Linked DNA regions of Pan troglodytes: region 1 is linked to region 2. The links are chromatin contacts, called in public capture Hi-C maps. All regions are on one chromosome and are shown on one strand. The core of a region is the stretch at or near the end of the contact, and the rest is flanking DNA. Distances in the headings are between cores, read along the strand shown. Region 1 overlaps CHCHD6 (coiled-coil-helix-coiled-coil-helix domain containing 6). Region 2 has its middle 18 kb from the start of CHCHD6.

The links. Capture Hi-C pulls out chosen DNA fragments and counts their contacts.
Region 1: a contact with region 2 is called in a capture Hi-C map of stem cell-derived neural stem cells, with 4 times the contacts expected there. The contact joins two enhancer-like sites. A contact is called at or near these places in 1 of 7 Hi-C or Micro-C datasets (stem cell-derived neural progenitor cells) and 1 of 1 other capture datasets (stem cell-derived neural stem cells).

Annotation. Positions count from the first base shown.
Region 1 is chr2:129,972,450-129,978,947 of NHGRI_mPanTro3-v2.0_pri, reverse strand. All of the region lies in intron 4 of CHCHD6 (coiled-coil-helix-coiled-coil-helix domain containing 6), which reads right to left. Among named protein-coding and RNA genes, the nearest start is that of CHCHD6, 43 kb to the right of the region's middle. Within about 2 kb of position 3,392, at least 8 of the 24 cell types and tissues checked have an H3K27ac peak or open chromatin away from gene starts, as enhancers often do. A contact at or near this core is called in stem cell-derived neural stem cells, where this site is marked.
Region 2 is chr2:129,912,301-129,918,279 of NHGRI_mPanTro3-v2.0_pri, reverse strand. No RefSeq gene overlaps it. Among named protein-coding and RNA genes, the nearest start is that of CHCHD6, 18 kb to the left of the region's middle. Within about 2 kb of position 4,684, at least 6 of the 24 cell types and tissues checked have an H3K27ac peak or open chromatin away from gene starts, as enhancers often do. A contact at or near this core is called in stem cell-derived neural stem cells, where this site is marked.

The DNA.
Region 1 (6,498 bases), core at 2,143-4,642, 62 kb before region 2:
GGTATGGAGAGAGGACAGGTTCTGTACTGGATGGATGTCCTCAGTTTGAGGTCCCTGAAGGCACCAGGAAAGGTGTGGCCAACCAGCATCTAGAGAACAGAGGTCCTGAACAGACGTCAGGCCAAGGTGGATGTGGGTGTTTTCAAGAGGTAATGAGGAGGCAACAAACAACAGTGGTGGATTTCCAATTGTCCCCCCATAGCCATTCTTTCCTCCTCCTTTGGTATGGAGCTTTGGCTGGGCATCCAGCTACACTGTCTAGACATTTCCTAAACAACCTGTCACTAGCAGTGGTCATGTGACTATCTTCTGGCCAACAGGGTATGTCCAGAAATGATGGAGCCCAGTTCTGGTCTTGCCCATAAAAGAGCCAAACGGGAATGCATTCACATAGCCCGTGTCCCCTTCGCACTGGTCAGGAACTGAAGAGAAATGGAGCAAACACTTTGCACCCAAGGCTGCTGAGGCTGGCAGAGCTCCCACCAGTCTTGGACTACCTTTAGACAGTTCCATGAAAGAGAAACATGTCTTTCTTATTTATGCTACTGTATCTGGGGGCCTCTCTGCTACAGCAGCTCAATCTAGACCATAACTGATAGAAGGACCCAGAGGTAGGGAGGCCAGAGAGGAGTCTAGGCATCTCCTTGTCAAAAAAGGGCATCTGGCTCAGGCCAGAAACCCAAGAGTCATTCTCAACACCTCCTTCTTTCTCACCCCACAGCCCCCATCCTCACCAAATGTGTCATTTCTTTCTCCACATAATTCTTCCCCCAGATACTGTCACTGTCCTTTGTCTGGGTCACCATGATCTCTCTGAAGGGCCCTTGGGAGTCCTGTTGATTCCCCTGCCTCTGCTCTTGCCCACTCTGCCATCTTCCCCAGAATCTCTATGAAAACCTTTCACATGCTCCCTGCTGCTTCTCAAACCCAGTTTCCTGCCATGCCCATGAGTCCCCACCCACTGTTCACACCCTTCTTGCTGGCGGCTGCATTCACTCACTGAACTCTCTACCACCCAGGCCGGGGCACACTCCCCACAAACTGCAGAGCTCCCCCTCCTCACTCTTTGTCTCCTTCCCACTTACCCTCTAGGTCGCGGCTCACATGTCCACTCCTCAGAGAAGCATTAGCTGACCTCAATCTAAATTAGGGCATCACTATCACTCTCTCTCTCTCTGCAGCAGTATGCTTATCTCAGCTGGTAATAGTTACTTGTTTGACATCTGTTTCTCCAACTGGACCAGGGGCTCCAGTAGGGTCAGGATCGGGTCACTTCTGGATGGCCAGCCCAGCCCGGGCTGCAGCCCTGCTCAGGGAACATGTCTTGAATGGATGGATGGAGCATGCAGAAAGGGGGCAGGATAGCTAAGGTACAGAGGCTCACAGAAGGGACATTTAAAGGAAGAGTAGCTACTTGGTGATAAATACCCCTTGAAGGAAATGTGAAGAAGGAAAGTTATCAGATTTGTTGGAAAGAAGATCATGGTAATTTCTTTTCTTTCTTTTTTTTTTTTTTTGGAGATGTAGTCTCACTCTGTTGCCCAGGCTAGAGTGCAGTGGCACAATCTCGGCTCACCGCCACCTCCGCCTCCCGGGTTCAAGCAAGTATCCTATCTCAGCCTCCCAAGTGGCTGAGATTACCAGCGCCCACCACCACGCCCAGCTAATTTTTGTATTTTTAGTAGAGATGGGGTTTCACCGTGTTGCCCAGGCTGGTCTCGAATTCCTGACCTCAGGTGATCCATCCGCCTTGGCTTCCCAAAGTGCTGGGATTACAGGCGTGAGCCACTGCACCCAGCCAATCATGGTAATTTCTGAGATCACGCCAAATTGTAATGAGTTTGAGAAGAAAGATTATGACTACCACTGTGATTCCAAGACACTCTATGGCAAGGAAAGGGAAGAGCCAGGAGGCAACCAGAGTAGCTGCTTGGGAAAGGTCTATTGGTTTTAGACAAGGATATCTGAGGAGAAAGTGGGGAAGTAACAGAGCAGGCTCTAAGAGGAGGGGAGGAGCTAGATCCAGGATCCAGGTCACTGGCAGAGAGGCCCCTTTTAAGAGGAGAGGAAGCAAGGAGGAGAGGGCGGTGAGGCCAGGATGGAGAGAACTCACAAGTGGATGTGGGGAGGGCACAGGAGGGTGCTGCTGGAGCGCAGCAAGAGGAAGGCAAGGCAGCAGCAGAGAGGGTAACGCCCAGGAGGTCAGAGAGCACGAACTGCATGAGAACCCAACCATCCAGCCTCTAGCGGCCCCCAGGAGCCCAGGCCCAGAAGCAGAGAAAGCAGTTGGTGGGGTTCACCCAAGGCTGGAATCCAGCAACATGAGCATGGAGGAAGTCTCCGGAAATGAAGGGAAGGAGGGTGCTGGATATATCTAGCTGTCAGTACAGACCCTGTGGGCAGGGAGACATGTCACACCATGAGACCTGATGGGCCATGAGAATTGAGTCATGATGAAATCCAAGATGGAGGTAAAGCAGATTTCTGATATACAAAGTGCCATCAGAAGTAAAATGGCAATTGGAATAAGGTTAAAGACCAGCCTTACTAGTAGGAAGACTGAGAAACATGATCCAGAAGCCAGTGGCCATGAATGCTTTTCACCTTTAGCCTCACTAAGAAAATGTTTAGGTATAATTTCTGTTGAGAGCTTACTGCAGTCTAGACATTCTCCTAGGCACTTAATTTTATCTCACTGAAACCCCATACTAACCTTATGAGTTGCACTATCATCTCGCTTTACAGCTGGGAAAACCGAACATGTATGGAGATATCCCAGATAAGCAGTAGAAATGAGCTGCAAATACAAGTCTCTCTTAGGATAACTGCAAAGTCACACGCAATTACAAAGAGCACACCAAGACCCAGATCATCTGAGTAAAGATCTTTTCCTGGGCTTCAGACCTCAGAGAAACTGAGGCATCACCAGCAGCTCCCGAGAGGGAGAAAGGAGACGAGATGAAGAGAAAAACAAAGACAGCTCCAAAAGCTTAGGCTGTCTCGGAAGAGAAGCAACCAGTAGTCCCAAAAGCCCTGTACACAGCCATGAAAGCTGAGATCGGGGCAAAAAACCCAGGGCCAGACAACTCAACTGAGGAGAGGCTCCCCCAGTACTCCCGGGCCACCTCGCGGCCCCACAGCACCCAGGCTAACCATGCTGTCCTTGGTGCCAGCAGAGCACTGCCTGTGCAGCCACGGATTAAATAAAATGTCCTGAAGTGGCAAAGCCCACTCCTCCAGAGTGAAGATTAAGGAAGCACTGCAAACAATCAAGAAGGGGAAAGGAAAAAAAAGGAAAACCTGCCACATGCCAGGCTGCCTGGAGTTAACAGCCCTACACATTTCTCATCAAAAACCTCTTTGGAAGAGGTTAAGCACACAATAGGCTATCGAAAGCACCCGCCTCGCGGCTGCTTGAAATTCCACACATGTGACATGGTGGTGTATTTCTATTAATGTCCAGTGTGTGTCAGCACGAAGATAAGGTGCCGACATCATGTCCAACCAGTCAGCTAGAGAATGGGCCCCGTGTTCAACATTGTCTGACACCTGGGAGCCCCAAGAACAGAGGCTCTTGGGCGGATCCTGCCCTGGATGCACTCACACACCAAGCGCCACTGCTGCCAGGGGAGATGTAGAGAAGGAGCAGGCCCAAGGCAAGGCAGGGCTGCCAGGCCTCCTGGGAACCACTACACACAAGCAGAAAAAACACCAGAGGCTGTATGTGTTAGGGAAGGCACCCAATCAACAGGGGAAGAGGAGAGAGAGCAGGGAGTCTGCATCAAGAAGAGGAAAGTCATGACTTTCCCAGCAAGGCTGCCCAGGCCATGCCCGCTGTGCGAGGCTGATGTGCAGGTGCTCCCTTCCCTGTGGGCACAAGCGCAGAGGCAAAGGCTCCCAGTAGAAGCCACTCCACAGAGACTGTCACTCCCAGTGTGTCTAGTCCCAGCGGCCTCAGAGCTTTGTTACCTGATACGTGTCATGCAAAAGGCTTTGCCACATACCTCTACTCTCCTCAGCAATACCCCTAAGCCACCCTGCCCAGCCACCCAAGTCCTAGCCAAGAAGAGAGTACCAGAATCCTCCAGAGAAGCCTCGCCAAGATTTGATAAGGAAGGAGGAGATGCCACCAAGTGTAGGGGGCAGGGAGTGACTTGACTCTGCTAAGAACACACCCAAGTGGGCAGGAAGCCAAGCACCCAGGGTTCCCTAACTTAGCCTCACAAGCCCAAGGTCAGTGAAACAAGTCAGTCCTGGCATCAGCAAGAATGCAAGCCCAGAGACAGCAGCCCTGAATAGCTGTATCTCCTCTCCAAGCACAAATTAACCTTAAGAGTTAGGAAAGAACAACTAGTGGGATCTGGAAGGTCTGTTTTAGAATTAAAGCTACCTGGTGGGGAGGGGTGTACTCAGGGGCCTCCGAAGCCTGAAGCCAACCCAGGTGGAGGGTTAGAACATTAGCAACCTGGTAACAGCCAGCATTCCTGCACTCAAAAGCACTCTGTTCGCTGTCCCTTTTTTGCCATGGTGGAAAATCACTACCCACTTCTATCCTTTAGACTCTATTAGTCACCCGTGCAGCTCCTCTCCTAGTGCATTTCGGGGGAGTTTGGCATAACAGAAAGGCAAGAATGTATTGACCACCTTCCATCTGCCAGACAATGTGCTGAAGGCTTTGCTCACATATTATGAAAGCATGCTAACAACTCCAGGAGAGGTGTGCCATTTGACATGTGAGGAAACTGAGGCTTGGTTAAATAATGGGTCCAGGGTCACAGAGACAGTACCTGGGGGATCTGAGCCCAGGTGTAACAGAGTCCGGACGCTGGGCTTCGCTAAGCCACGAGGCTATGGAAAGTGCCCTCGCCACCTGACCAGCATCCAGTCCCTCTTCCCTCTTCTTTAATAACATAATCCTGATTTTGTTTGGGGCAGTCACGTGTCCAGGTAAAACTGCTCACTATCCCAGCCCCCCTTTTGCAGCTAGAGGTGGCCCTGCGACACAGTTCTGCCAATGAGAATCCCAGGGAAGAGTGTCCCTCCCACACCCATATAAAATAATAAAACTTCACTAGAACAAGGCTCTCAGCCCTTCCTTCTTCCTGACTGGAAAATTGATGTCATGGCTGAAGGCACAGCAGCCCTCTGCCACCATGAGGAGAGCTGCACTGAGGACTGCCAGTCAAAAAGACAGGAGGTCCCAGCCTGGCCAACATGGTGAAACCCTGTCTCTACTAAAAATATAAAAATTAGCCAGGTGTGGTGGTGCACGCCTGTAGTCCCAGCTACTGGGGAGGCTGAGGCAGGAGAATCACTTGAACCCAGGAGGCGGAGGTTGCAGTGAGCTGAGATCGCACCACTGCACTCCAGCCTGGGTGTCAGAATGAGACTCTGTCTCGGGGAGAAAAAAAAAATACAGGAAGTGATTGGATCCCTCTGAGGCACGAAGCTACCATAACCACCTGGGATGGCTGCCCCTGGTGTCTTGTTCATGGGAAGAATACACTTCCACTTTAAGCCACTGCCAACTGGGCTTCCATTACTCACAGCCAAAGCTCCTCCTAGCTGGTGCATGTATTGGTCTACCCAAGAGCACTCAGCTCATAGCCAACACACAGGAGATAGGGCCCTGGCTCACCCACCAAGTAGACAAAGGTAAGGGAAAGAATCGGACTTTTCTCCAGCAAACACTTGTTGATGTTTCTCAGCCAAATAACCCTTTTCGATTCTATACCTTGCCAGTAGCCAGCGATGGCATCTCCCCAAGAGGGCAAACACAATCTGCTTCATTGACAAATTGAAAACATTTTTCCACAAAAAGGAAAAAGCAGAATGGTAGCTCCCCAAAAACCATGTGAATAAATTGCATAAATAGACTTAAAATAACCAAGACCCTCCCCTCTCCCCAGCCCTACTGGCATCCTAGAGGCAAGCATAGAAGTGGGAAGGCACCAGCCCAATTTCACTCTGGCAGGAGAGAAAAGGAAAATATACTGCTGTCAGGTTGTCCTAGGGCTGTAAGGGCTGCCCCACTTGATCCACACACAGAAGAGTGGCAGGGCTGGTGGGCACTGACCCGAAGGAAGAGGAGCAGGTGTACAGCAAGCATGGCAGCAGAAGGGGTGGTGCTACTTCCTCTGACTACCTGTGCCCTCACTGCCAGCGCATACCATCTGATGCGAGCCAGGAGGGATGGCACCGATCCAATCAGGTTTCCCTACAGTATTAGGTTCACATATGACCACGTAAGACCTCTGTTCAAAACAAGAAACCCCAAAACTCTCAGACTGGCCTGGACTTCTCTCAAGAACAAAGTAGGAAGTCAGGGAGGGTGTCACCTGCTGCTCCAATGCCACTCTCAGATGGCTCAGATCACCCCTCCAGTTGGTGCAATTTTCAAGGAACCCTGCTGCTCTGTTCCCTTGGGCTCCAGTGGGCACTCAGAGGCCAAGGAGCCTAGCTGAGGTCGGCAGCCTGGACCCTCAAGAGGCTGAAGAG
Region 2 (5,979 bases), core at 3,435-5,934:
GACTCATAAAAGAATTCAGCAAAGTTTCCAGATACAAAATTAATGTACACAAATCAGTAGCTCTTCTATACACCAACAGCGACCAAGTTGAGAATCAAATTGAGAACTCAACCCCTATTACAATAGCTGCAAAAAAATTAAAATACTGGCTGGGAGCAGTGGTCATGCCTGTAATCCCAGCACTTTGGGAGGCTGAGGCAGGCAGATCACGAGGTCAGGAGATTGAGACCATCTGGCTAATATGGTGAAACTCCGTCTCTACTAAAAATACAAAAAATTAGCCGGGTGTGGTGGCACATGCCTGTAGTCCCAGCTACTTGGGAGGCTGAGGCAGGAGAATCAGTTGAACCCAGGAGGTGAAGGTTGCAGTGAGCTGAGATCACACCACTGCATTCCAGCCTGGGTGACAGAGTAAGACTCCATCTCAAAAAAAAGGAAAAAAAAATAAATTACTTAGGAATATACGTAACCTACCTAACCCAGGAGGTGAAAGACCTCTACAAGGAAAACTACAAAACACTGCTGAAATAAATCATAGACAACACAAACAAACGGAAACACACCCCATGCTCATGAATGGGTAGAATCAATATTGTGAAATATTGAAAATAGCATACCCATACTGCCAAAAACAATCTACAAACTCAACTCAATTCCTATCAAAATACCACCATCATTCTTCACAGACTAGAAAAAATATCCTAAAATTCATATGCAACCAAAAAAGAGCCTGCATAGCCAAAGCAAGACTAAGCAAAAGGAACAAATCTGGAGGCATCACATTACCTGATTTCAAACTGTACTATAAAGCCATAGTCACCAAAATGGCATGGTATTGGTATAAAAATAGGCACATAAACCAATGGAACCAGAAATAAGCCCAAATACTTAGAGCCAACTGATCTTCAACAAAGCAAACGAAAACATAAAGTGGGGCAAGGACACCCTATTCAACAAATGGTTCTGGGATAATTGGCAAGCCACATGTAGAAGAATGAAACTGGATCGTTGTCTCTCACCTTATGCAAAAATCAATTCAAGATGGATCAAAGACTTAAATATAAGACCTGAGACTATAAAAATTCTACAAGATAACATTGGAAAAACCCTTCTAGACATTGGCTTAGGCAAGGATTTCATGACCAAGAACCCAAAGGCAAATGCAATAAAAACAAAGATAAATAGCTGGGACTTAATTAAACTAAAGAGTTTTTGCATGGCACAAGATCAGTCAGCAGAGTAAACAGACAATCCACAGAGCGGGAGAAAATCTTCACAATCTATATATCTGACAAAGGACTAATATCCAGAATCTGCAACAAACTCAAACAAATTAGCAAGAAAAAAAAACCATCAAAAAGTGGGCTAAGGACATGAATAGACAATTCTCAAAAGAAGATACATAAATGGCCAAGAAACATATGAAAAAATGCTCCACATCACTGATAATCAAGGAAATGCAAATCAAAACCACAATGTGATACCATCTTATGCCTGCAAGAATGACCATAATCAAAAAATAAAAAAATAATAGATGTTGATGTGGCTGCAGTGAACAGAAAACACTTCTACACTGCTGGTGGGAATGTAAACTAGTACAGCCACTATGGAAAACAGCATGGAGATTCCTTAAAGAACTAAAAGTAGAACTACTATTGATCCAGCAATCCCACTACTGGGTATCTAGCCAGAGGAAAAGAAGTCATTATACGAAAAAGATACTTGCATATGCATGTTTTTGCAGCACAATTCACAATTGCAAAAATGTGCAACCAACCCAAATGCCCATCAATCAACGAGTGGATAAAGAAATTGTGATATATATATGATGGAATACTACTCAGCCATAAAAAGGAATGAATTGATGGCATTCACAGAGACCTGGATGAGACTGGAGACTATTATTCTAAGTGAAGTAACTCAGGAATGGAAAACCAAATATCGTATGTTCTCACTCATAAGTGGGAGCTAAACTATGAGGATGCAAAGGCATAAGAATGGCACAACAGACTTCGGGGACTCAGGGGGAAAAGATGGAAAGGCAGTGAGGGATAAAAGACTACAAATTGTGTGCAGGTATACTGCTCGGGTGATGGGTGTGCCAAAACCTCATGAATCACCACTAAAAAACTTATGTAACCAAACACCACCTGTTCCCCAATAACCTATGGAAATTAAAAATTTAAAAAGAAATAAAAAAAAAGACAAAGAAACGTGACTCCCAGTGTTGAGGTGGGGCCTAGTGGGGGGTCATGGGGGCAGATCCCTCATGAAAGGCTTGGTACCCTCTCTGTGGTAATAAGTTCTTACTCTATTGGTTCATGCAAGAGCTGATTGTTCAAAAGAGTTGGGCACCTCTCCTCTCTCTCCTACTTCCTCTCTTGCTATGTGACACCTGCTCCCCTTTGCCTCTGCCATGAGTGGAAGCTTCCTGAGGCCTCCCCAGAAGAAGATACTGGTGCTATTCTTCCTGTAGAGACTGCATAACCATAAGCCAGATAAGCCTCTTTTCTTTATAAATTACCCAGTTTCAGGTATTCCTTTATAGCAACACAAAGGACTAATACAATCCCCTCTTTCAAAATCTCTGTGTAATGTTCAGTAAAAGGTTTGCCTGAGTCATCAGTGCTTTTGAGTTGGATTAGGCCTAAATGGACTTCCCCAAATTATCCCTGGACCATTGTCAAGGACCCCTCTGTTAGGGAACAGTGGGCTAACGGGGTAAAGGAGAGGGGGGACCTGGGGGAGGATATGACAGGGCCCAGAGTGCTAGGAGCATGGGATGTAGCAGGGATTATGGAAAGTGTGGTTGGATCATGAGGATGGTGGCCTTGAAAACCAGGTACAAAGCTTGGCCCCTAAGGCAGGCAGTGGGGAAGTCTTGACTTTTGGAGCAGAGGAGGGACCTGGTCCAATCTGTGCTTTGGGGAGCAAATGGACTTTGGAGCAGCCCTGGAGACAGTTGATGATGTGGCCTGTCTTAGTCCATTTGTGTTGCTATAAGGGAATACCCAAGGCTGGGTAATTGATAAAGAAAAGAATTGATATTTGGCTCATGGTTCTACAGGCTGTACAAGAAGCATGGCACCAGTATCTGCTCCTGGTGAGGGCTCGAGCTGGTTCCACTTTTATTTATTTATTTATTTTTATTTTTATTTTTTGAGACGGAGTCTTACTCTGTCGCCAGGTTGGAGTGCAGTAGTGTGATCTCGGCTCACTTCAACCTCTGCCTCCCAAGTTCAAGCCATTCTCCTGCCTCAGCCTCCCAAGTAGCTGGGACTATGGGCATGAGCCACCACGCCCAGCTATTTTTTTTTTTTTTTTTTTTGGTATTTTTTAGTAGAGACAGGATTTCACCATGTTAGCCAGGATGGTCTCGATCTCTTGAATTTGCCATCTGCCCACCTCGGTTTCCCAAAGTGCTGGGATTACAGACATGAGCCACTGCGCCCAGCCTGCTTCCACTTTTAAAGGAAGGTGAAGGGGAGCTAGCATGTGCAGAGACCATAAGGTGAGAAAGGAAGCAAGAAAGAGAGGGGGAGGCTCTTTTTAACAACCAGCTCTCAAGGGAACTCTCAGGAATTAGTACAGTGAGAATTCATGCACCCTTCCCCAGGGAGGACATTATTCATGAGGAATCCACCCCCATGACCCAAATGCCTCCCATTAAGCCCCACATCAAACATTTGGAATCAGATTTCAACATAAGATTTAGAGGGCCAAACATCCAACTATAACATTCCTTCCCTGGTCCCCCAAACCTCATGTCCTTCTCACATTGCCAAATACAATAATCTCTTCTTAACAGTCCCCAAAAGTCTTAACTTGTTCCAGCACCAACTCAAAAGTCCGAGATCCAAAGTCTCATTTTAGACTCAAGGCAAGTTCCTTACAGCTGTGAGCCTGTAAAATCAAAAACAAGTTATTTGCTTCCAAGATACAATGGCGATACAGGCATTGGGTAAACATTCTCAATTCCAAAACGGAGAAATTGGCCAAAAGAGAGGGGTAACAGGCCCCACACAAGTCTGAAACTCAGCAGGGCAGACATTCAGTCTTAAAGCTCCAGAATGATCTCCCTTGCCTCCATGTCTCACATTCTGGGCACACTGGTGTGAAGGGTGGGCTCCTAAGGCCTTGGGCAGCCATGTGAGCTATGCCCAGCAAAGCCACAGGGGTGGGGAGTTGAATGCCTGTGGCTTTTCCAGGCTGGGGTTGCATTCTCCCGGTGGCTCTACCATTCTTCTCTCTGGAGGATGGTGGCCCTGCTCCCACAGCTCCACCAGGCAGTGCCCCGTAGAGACTCTGTGCAGGGGTTCCAACCCCACATTTCCACTGGGCACTGCCTAAACAGAGTCTCTCTGTGGGGGCTCCACCCCTGTGACAGGCATCTGCCTGGGCACTCAGGCTTTCTGGTGCATCCTCTGAAATCTAGGTCAAAGGTGCCAAGCCTCCACCACTTTTGCCTTCTGGGCACCTGACACTTAACACCACATGAAGGCCATAGAGACTTATGGCTTGTGCCCTCTTCTGTGCAAAAAGGGCTCTGCCTTCATGTAGCTCTCTCTCTCTCTCAGAACAAAGGAAATGTTTTCTGGAAGCCACCAACAATCTTCTGGAGTGGCATTGGGCAGTTGTGGGTCACACACACACCCATAGACCAGGCCCTGGCAGAGGGCACAGAAGGGCTGTCTGCTTTAGACCATGGCAACTTGTTCCCTGGGCTGGACGCACTGCCTCACAAAACCAGCCCTGCCCACACCTTTATCCAAGCCCCTCCAAGTACCCCATTTGAGCAGCCATCTGTTTCCTGACAGGACCAGGCTGTGACAGGGTTGCTGCGTGTGCAGTGTGTGTGCTGCATCTGTGTCAGGGCGTATGTGTGTGCAGTGCATCAATGTGAATAAAGCATGTGTGTGTGTGTGTGTGTGAGAGTGTGAATTGCAGAAAGGGAGAGAGTGAGTCCAGACAACGAAGCTACTTGGTCCATTGTTCCCAGTCCCCATGCTCTGTTCCCACCTGCTCTCCCTCCATCCAGGAAATTCCTCGTGTGAACAAAGCCTCCAGATGGAATGAATCAGCTAAAAAGCATAAGTGGCTCAAGCAGAAAGTCAGGATCAGCCTCCTTGGCCCCAATTTCCTTTTTTTTTTTTTTTTGCTTTTCAGAGTTTTAAGCTTCAGCTTTAGCCCTGGTTTTAACCATTCAGCCAAGCGGATGTCTGCTCAGCCGGCCAAACAGCCCCAGCAGCTTCCCCTGGGGCTATGCCACAGGAAGGTCGTCCCTTATCACAGCTCTCCTGAGCGGAGCTGGCTGGAGTGGGAGAGGCAGAGGACATGGATGGCCAAGGATAGCAGGGTAAAAAGAGAACATTTGGCGCAGCAAAGCCAAATGGGCCACAGAACTCTCAGCGAGGGGGGCTAAGGTTGCTCAGAGCAGAGCTTGTTCAGCCTGCATCCCATTTCCTCTCACTAGTCTTCCTACACACACGCACACACACACCCAGACACCTGCACACACACACACAGACACCTGCACACACACACACACCTGCACGCAGAGCTGTGATCTGAAAGGCAGCCCAGACTCAGGTGGAGGCTGGGCTTCCTGATTTGTCTCAAACAAAGGCTTGTGCCTGCTCCCAGGAGCTGTCTGCTTGGAGCCCTGGGGCTCTGCAGCATGCTCAGAGCCAGTCCAGGCGTGGGCAACCACAGCCAGGCAAAAGCTCACAGCCTGAGCTCTGGAGCAGCCCAGAGCACTGTCAGAACTCACAGGGGCTGGAAACGGCAGGGGCTGAGGCCGGACAAACCATTGGTCCTGCTTAGAGCAGAGAGGGCATCAAGGAAAGCTTGTGAGATACATACATACATACATATATATATATATACATACACACACACATATGTAACGTATATATAATATATATATATTTTAATCTCTGCATTCCTCAGTTTCACCATCTGTAAAATAGGGATAATAAT